Linked DNA regions of Gossypium hirsutum: region 1 is linked to region 2. Evidence: chromatin contacts called from public Hi-C data. All regions are on one chromosome and are shown on one strand. Each heading gives the region's core, a stretch centred on a gene start, on an enhancer-like site or on the middle of the called end of the contact. The rest is flanking DNA. Distances are from core to core; before and after follow the strand shown.

The links. A called contact is a pair of places that touch in the nucleus more often than the background predicts.
Region 1: a contact with region 2 is called in a Hi-C map of leaf, with 2.1 times the contacts expected there. The contact joins the promoter of LOC107948341 here to the promoter of LOC107947797 in region 2. A contact is called at or near these places in 3 of 34 Hi-C or Micro-C datasets (callus and leaf).

Annotation. Positions count from the first base shown.
Region 1 is chrA04:69,695,071-69,699,205 of Gossypium_hirsutum_v2.1, reverse strand. It overlaps LOC107948341 (protein MODIFIER OF SNC1 11), which reads right to left and starts at 2,229. Exons shown (of 6, transcript XM_016882848.2): 1 at 1,685-2,229; 2 at 1,110-1,190; 3 at 893-1,021; 4 at 729-762; 5 at 554-615; 6 at 1-426. The coding sequence starts at 2,016. The coding sequence ends at 577.
Region 2 is chrA04:69,127,283-69,131,634 of Gossypium_hirsutum_v2.1, reverse strand. LOC107947797 (interactor of constitutive active ROPs 2, chloroplastic) reads right to left here and starts at 1,452. Exons shown (of 4, transcript XM_041111093.1): 1 at 1,155-1,452; 2 at 43-126. The coding sequence starts at 62.

The DNA of each region.
Region 1 (4,135 bases), core at 980-3,479, 570 kb before region 2:
GAATACTACTGCTGTCTCACACTTGATCATATTATGCAACTTAAAACAGTATAAGATGCTGCCCAATTGTTACAACAGCAAATAAATAAACTCATTAATTGTTAGGATGAATCTAATAACCACCCCCATACTTTCTCAACTAAATTATCTAACCGGGAAAGTAGAAAATTTATAGCCATTACTCCAGAATTTCTAATGCTTTTTGTAAGATTTAAGGGAGGTTAACACTCCAGGTGGTTGTTGATTCCAATAGGCCTCACCAAATGAATAGGCACTGTAAAACGCCTTCCAAACTGCCAAAAGAACATTGCCAATTCTTTAGAAATTCATCTGGAGATAAGAGTATTGCATCTTAAATTTTGATGTTAGAAATAAAACATTGTAAGGAAGCTGCTAAGCGAATCACAAGCTGTTAGGACACTAGACCTGAAAAGGAAAAGAAAATAATAATGCGACCTCTAAGTTAACTGATATAGACATATTTAAACAAGTATATTTCTGACACAGACGCAGATATATACATGATTAAAGCAATGCATATCTCCAAAGATACCTTCTAACTATGGTAATTTCTATTTAGAGTCCTCCAACAGCCTTTCCAGCAACAGGAGCCTCCTGTAAAAAAATGTATACACCTTAAAACACTGGATTTTCTATGATCCAACAACTTTGCCAGAGAAACATCTAAACTAAACCCTTACTGGTTCAATATTCCCCTTGTGATTTACCTGTGCTAAAGAAGTTGACAGGGGATCAGAAAACCTGGAAAGACCAGAGGAAAAAAAATCAAATTCCAACCTCAACATGCATAAACCTTTGTCAATAGTGATTTCTATAGGCATTTATAGATCTCTAACAATGTAAGAAGCAGTTCTTTAGCATTGGAATGTACCTGATTGCCCTTGCTTTTCTTTTTTCTCCTTCAATGGTGTCAGGTTTGGAATATGGTGCAAATTGGGCAAGACGAGCTTTCCTTTTCTCTTCCTCATCAACAGTTGTAGAGGGTACAGCAAGCCCAAACCTGAGAACCCACAAAAAGAATTAATAAATAGATTAAATGCAACTCCGAGTAATATCATCATTGGGTAAAGGTGGTATGGACAAAAAACCTCTCAGCTCTAGCCTTCCTCTTCACCTCCTCTGATTGCTTCGATGCTTCTGATCCATTTGGCCTGGGTGCAGTGCCAAACCTGAGACATGTTTGGTTCACAAATCAACAAACACAAAGAAAACTCAAGGAATGGGGTTCAACATCCACAACTACTGTTACTAAACCTTTACCATAAAAAATTAAATGAAAACCCAACAGAACATTATAATGAGCCAAAAACACAGGCATGCTTATCAAGGCAACTAGGTAAGATTACAAAGGGGTTAGACTAATTTCTAGAGAACAAACGGATAGATTGATCAAAGAAAGAGAATAAATTAGAAAATTATGCACTGCTAAGAGATTCCAAACAATCAAAACAATAAACAAACTCAAGAGTGTTAATCTATACTTCTCAGCGCACAATGAATCGACAATCGCGTTTAAACAATAACATCAGAATAGTTCTTTTTTAGAAATAAATCGAAAAAGAAAATTTTCCCTTCAGAGATGTTCGTCAACTAGGTACAAACCAAAAGGAAAAACATAAATAATACCTAAAACAAAAAAAAGGGGGAAAATTGAAGAATTCACCTCTCGGCCCTAGAATTACGCTTCTCTTGCTCGGACAACTGTACAGGTACGCCGAACCGCTCAGCTCGGCGAATCTTCTTCTGGATATCGTTAACGGGACCGCTTTCATCCCCGACGACCGAGCCCACAGTAGTCCCGGTGGTCTTCGAACCCCCATTCTCCTTCAGAGATCCTTCAGCATTAGGAGGATCAGACTTATCCGAGGAGGATGACACGATCTTCTTAGGGTTTGGTTCTGCAGATGAAATGGCGGCGAGAGTGACGGATGCAGGAGTCGTGGGGGTGGGGGTGGAGGTTGCGACGGCGACGGGTTTCTGGGTGGTGGCTGCCATCGGATTAGTTGGTTGGTTGGCTGGTTGGTAGGTAAGTAGGGTTACGTGAAAGAATATAGAAGGGGCGAGGAAGAGGCTCGCCGTATCTTTTTCTTTGCGATAAATGGGAAAGCGTTGCGATATTTTCCCTTATGAGAGCTGCCGGCCTTGCTAAATCCGGTTTGTACAGATTGAGATTTTTTTTTTTTTGGTTGATTAGTTGGATCAATTTTAAATTTAGTACAAATATTGTTTTTAAATATATAAATATAATAACCTAATTGATAATATCATTTTAAATAATAAAATGATATCTTGAATATTTAGTAGGGTTTGAATATTTTTGATACATGCATATAAATATTAAGTATAAAATAAATGAGTGCAAGTGTTTTATTTGAATAGAAAGCATATTTAAAATTTTTGTTAAATATTTATTTGGTATAAGTTCAAATTATGTTATTTCATCGTTAACTTTAATATTGTAATAAAAAAAGTTTATGTAAAATTTATATTTGCTTAAAATATGAGTTGTGCTTAAACTCTAATATTTAAAATTTAGAGTCTAAGTTGATTAGTTTTTCAATTTTAAAATCTATTATTATATATATCTTATGAAATTTAAATATATAACAACATAATTAAGGCTTAATTCACGATTTGACCCCTAAAGTATATCTATTTTTTATTTTAATATTTAATTTTTTTGTCCCAATTTAGTATCTAAAGTATTAGTTTGCTCTATTTTTTGGTCCAATTGTAATGACAGTTAAAAAATCCATTAAACAACCTTGGCCAATAGGAAAGTGCTATGTGACAATTAAATTTATTTAAAATAAAAACAATTAATTTAAAAGAAAAATTAAAAATATAATATTAAATATTTAAATGCTAAAAAACATTTTTAACTTTGATCGATTGTTGATGGGCTATTGACCAACATTTACTGGCCATATGACGCTATTAGAACACATCATGTGTCCTTTTTTTTTTAAATCTTTTAAAATATTATATGTTATATTGATTATAAATGTAAAAAAACATATATAACATATATAATTTTTTAAAAAAGTTTAAAATATTTTTTATAAAATTCTAAAATATATTTTTTTATAAATTTAAATTAATTTTTATATATTATTTTGAAATTTTTAAAAATTTTTAATTATATATTTTAAAATTTTATAAAAAAATTATTTTAAACTTTTAACAAAGTTATATATATTATATATATTTTTTAGATTTATAATCAATATAATATATATAACATTAAAAAATAAAAAAGAACAAGTGTGTTTTAATGGTGTCACTCGCCCAGTCAACATCGACCATAGATCTATCAAAATAAATAGTCTTTTTTAATATTTAAATATTTAATATTATAAATTTATATTTTTAATTTAAATTTAATATTTTTATTTTAAATAAATCTAATTATCATGTGGTATTTTTTTTATTGGTCAAAATATACAACATGGTACTTTCCCGTTGGCCAAAATTGCTAAATAGATTTTTTAACAGCCATTACAAAATAGACTAAAAGTAGAGGAAATTAATACTTTAGTACTAAATTGAGATAAAAAAAATTTAAGTACTAAAGTAAGAAAACAGGTATACTTTAGAGTTCAAATAGTGAATTAAGCCTATAATTAAATACCAAAAATAATATAAATTATTTTATGCTTAAAATATTAAATAAAAAATAAGATATGGTTTTAAAAGGTTAATTAGACAACTAAAACAAAAAATGAATATAATTTGGTACTCCTTAATTTTGCAATTTGTTGATATTTTTTCTCTACTTGTTATCAAAGACTAGATTGGATAAAATAAAATATAATAGGCTGATTGAGTCTTAGCTTGATTGATATGGGCATTGTTGTTAATGTAGGAGGATGTGGGTTCGAGTGACCTGAAGTACAATATACTCCTATTTATGGGGTTGGGTACGGGCTATGGGTAATTTTATACATTGTGTTAAAAAGAGCAGATATAATCAGAATTTATAATGAAATTATTCAAAAAATAATAATAAAATGAAATGAAATAGACAATACTAAAAATTTTTAATGATAACTTAGTTTTAGTTTAAGCAAATATTTTTAAAGAATGTTAAAAAGGAAAGAAAGAGTTTTGTAAA
Region 2 (4,352 bases), core at 203-2,702:
AAGGGGTTTAACAATATACCGAGCAACTAATGAGGATCTTACCTTGCTTTTGGGGTCTGCATGATTTATATATCCCCTTGAACTGGTAAAAGGGCCTTGCTTCAAACCCGACTTGACCCACACAAGCTGCAAAGAAATCATGGATTGAGAAGCTACATTGGGTAGATTCTGATATTATAGATGTAGAGGTTGTGCAAGCTGGAATGTATATCAAGCCTTAACCAACAAACAATCAAATACAATTCCTTCGAAGAAACTCCACAGAAACTAATTCCACTACTACCAACCAGAACCAAAATGACCTAATTTAAAATGAAAGGAAAAATAAAGTTGCCATATGTGGATTCGAGCGCGCTGAGGTGTATTATCATGAGTTAAGGAGGGGTTATGGATAGTTCTAGGCATTGTCTAAAAAAGAGCAAATATGATGAGATTATTTTAAAAAAAAAAACCATCTTTTCACTCTGTCTCTCTAGTGAAAGATATGCTACACAACACATTATTGAAACCAACGATCAAAAAAGAAGAACCCACATTATTGAAACCACAAAGGACCAGCTAGAAATGAACGAAGTAAATTAATAATCCATGAGGGACTGCTTGTACTCAGTTTGGAATTAAAATTTGTTTATTTACATTACTTATTGGACCAAAAAACTGAAACATTATGCTCTTAATGAAAATATGTGGCAGTGGGGTGTACTCAACCAATCCAATAAAACTACTTTTTCCTATATTTCCATTTTCTCCTGCAAATTTAAGACCAAAAAGCTCTATAACTCCATGAAAATCTCGTTTATCTTCCCCAAATTTTGCTTGATAACTTTGAAAATAAAACATGGAAGAAAGAATTAAATGAACAATGCTTAATGAAGGAGTAGATGAACTTGAAGAAGACATAGTTTCAAGGATATATAAAAAAGGCAAGCAGGGAAAAAGGGTCTGAAGAGCAAGAGAGATAGATATAATTGTTAACATAAAGCAAAACCTACTCACTTTTAAACACATTTAGAAACAATCTTTTCTGATGAAGGAACTAAAGGAACATGAACACCACTAGAAATTTACATTGCTGAAAAATGAAATATAACCTGAAACATACATGTTTAACAGAAAGGATAAGGAGAAAACAGAGCTGGATTTTTAGTTTTTACCTGAAGGATGGATGGTAGTCCTTGAGATAGCTAGCTTCAGTTAATATTTTCAGGAAAAAGAACAAATGTAAAAGGCTTGGAAATAATGAACCCTGGAAAACCCAAAACCAAACAGGGTTGGTTAAGTTAAAGCTTCTCTTGGAGCTGAGGTTCTTTTTCTTCTCTATCAATGCTCACTGCTCAGGTTCCCTAAGGCCGAGTCTCTCTTTCTTATATTTTCTTCTTTTTTTGAGAAGCTCGCTTTCTTTTATATATTTTCTTACTTTTGTTTGTTTTACTGTTTTTGTTGAATGTCAGTTAAGGGAAAGAGGAAGCAAAAGCTATTGGCTTATAGGGACGTTTACCTATACAGGAGATTGTGATTGATTAAAGCACCACGCTCCTTTTTCACGCGCTGTTTGACGCTCCTCTCCTCACTCAACTGCTGCTACGTTATGATTGGTGCTGTTGAGGCTCCCGAATCCCAACCCAAGGTTAACAGTATCTGCATACTCAGTTTCTTTCTAGATTTGAATCTGTGAATAAATTTGAGTTAAATTAAAAAAAATTAAATTTAAATTCAGATCATATTTGAGGTGATAAATACTATTGATTATCAAGTTATTATATGGGTTAACACATATATTTAAAATTACATATATTTAAAAAATATTCAAAGTAAAATAATAAAAACTAAGATATTTGAATTGAATATGATAAATTTGAATAATTAATTAAATAAAAATTATTATTTTAGAAATTTTTTAAAATTTTAAATTTTTTAATTTTAAATATATATTTTGAATTTTTTATAAATATTTTAAATTTAATTTAATTTAATTTTTTGTAATTTTGTTGAGATAGAAACTAATTTGCTTATTTTTAAAGTTGATAATAACTAAAAGGATATTTATACCAATCTGTTATTTGAATTATTTGAAGTGTGAAATCGAATTATTCGAACTGACTCGAATAATTTAAATAACTCGATTCAATAAACTCAAAATATGAAATTTTTTTCGATATTTTCAATTAACTCCCGTGTTCGAATATGCCTTCTTTTTTGTTTTAACTCTAGAATTAATCAATTGATGTTTGTCGTAAATTGTAATCAAAGCATATAAAAACAGAGTTGATTCATCCATAAGAAACTGGCATCTCTATCTTGCTCCCAAAGTACAAACAAACCACAATAGTCAAATATAATTAAGTAGTAATTTTTAGCTATGACTTTACTTCAATCTTCATTTAATTTAAAAACATTGGAGTTGTTAGTATGGTTTATGCAATCAAAAATTGCCTTGAAATATATAACTTTCTTTTTGTTTTAGGTCAATTTTGATATTTTCAACTCAAGTAAAGTATCCTTCCATTCATGATTGTATGTATTAGAATATGGATCATATCTCCATTACCACTAATTGAGATTTCTTCCAATTGTATTCCTAAATTCATACGAGTCTTTCTGAAATGTGGAATATATATCGGTGCAACTAATTGTCGGATAAAAGAGGTTAGTTCAGAAATTTGATTCTCAAGAAAAAAAAAAAAGTTTTTTTGTTTCATTCGCTCTACTTGGAAACTCCTATTTGAATTCCAAATATTGTCAATATGCAATCATGATCGAATGCTAAGGATAATGAAAAGAAATAAAATTATTAATATCAGTCCCTAGCAATAGGCAAAATTTGTAGGATTGTTCAAAAATCAATTTCTATTCAAAAATAAACTTATAGAAAACAATAGTGAATAAAGTCGAATCTATAAAGACCAATGATAATTTTATTTCCTAAATAAAAATAAACAAAATAAAGATGATAGGGAATTTTTAAAAAAATAGAAAATAGAAAAACTTAATTTAAACTTAGCAAAGAAAGCAATAATTAAAAGTTGTGAGAAAATCAATAAGACGAAGCTCTAGTCAAATATAAAATTTTCATTTGATTCATGAGTTTGATCGTCAATGCATAGATGATAAACTAATTATAGTTGTCAATGCATAGATGACACAGGTTGTAACACCCCTTACCCGTATTCAAGGCCGAAACAGAGTACGAGGCATTACCAGACTTAACAATACACATAGATGAAAACCGGGCCATAAAATTTCATTTAATTCAAAACTTTGCGAACACATGCATAACAAACAAAGTTAATATATCATTACATCAAAACATAGGACATGGCACGATTAATTAAACTTATAAACCATAATGGATAAGGACCACATCTCATGATCATATACGATAATTCAATGCAGACTGATACGTATAGTCAAAATCATAATAAAAATACATATCACAAACCAGCTTCCTATACATGCCACTCACTTGATATTTCTAATATTTGAATTAATTCTCCCAAAAATGATAGTTTGATAGTGTGATTTTGCCTCCGACGATCTCCAACCTTGAGCCGACCTGCCAATACTAAAGAAATGGAGAGGATGGGCAAGCTTTACGCTTAGTAAGTTCATATGAAAATAATAAGCAATTACTACCACGCTTTTCAAGATAAAACACTATAATTGTACAATTACACATGTTCAGGTTAAGCTGTGTTATCGAGTTACAGTTACTAAATCATTCATATCTGAAGCTAAAAAACTCCAAATTTAGTTTCGTTAATTTTCCTTGAAACTAGATTCATATATATTTCTTCCATAAAATTTCCAGAATTTTTGGTTTAGCCAATTAGTACAGTTTATTCATTAAATTTTCCTCTATTTTGCTGTCTAACAGTTCTAACCTCTCTTCACTAAAAAATATTTATCTCATATTTCGGGACTCGGATGATGTTGCCGTCCATTCCTCCTGAAATTAGACTCATTCAAGATTCTATTCATGTAAATTATAATTCATAATTTTTTTTTACAATTTTTAACAATTTTTCCAAGTCAGAACAGGGGATCTCTAATTCATTCTGACACTGTCTCACAAAAATTATAATATCACATAATATATAACTCTTTTGCTCCCCCTGTTTCTTTTATATGAAAATAGACTCATTAATATTTAATTACATAATTTTTTGAAATTTAATTCAACTTACACAATTTTTGGTGAATTTTCAAAGTCACGCAACTACTGCTGTCCAACACTGTTTTACTACTAAAATTCACTCTTACATAATTTCACTTAATCCATTTTGTCTTATCGAAGTTCACCAAAATATCGTGCACATTGCTCAAAATTTTCATAAACATATACCTGCACTTAT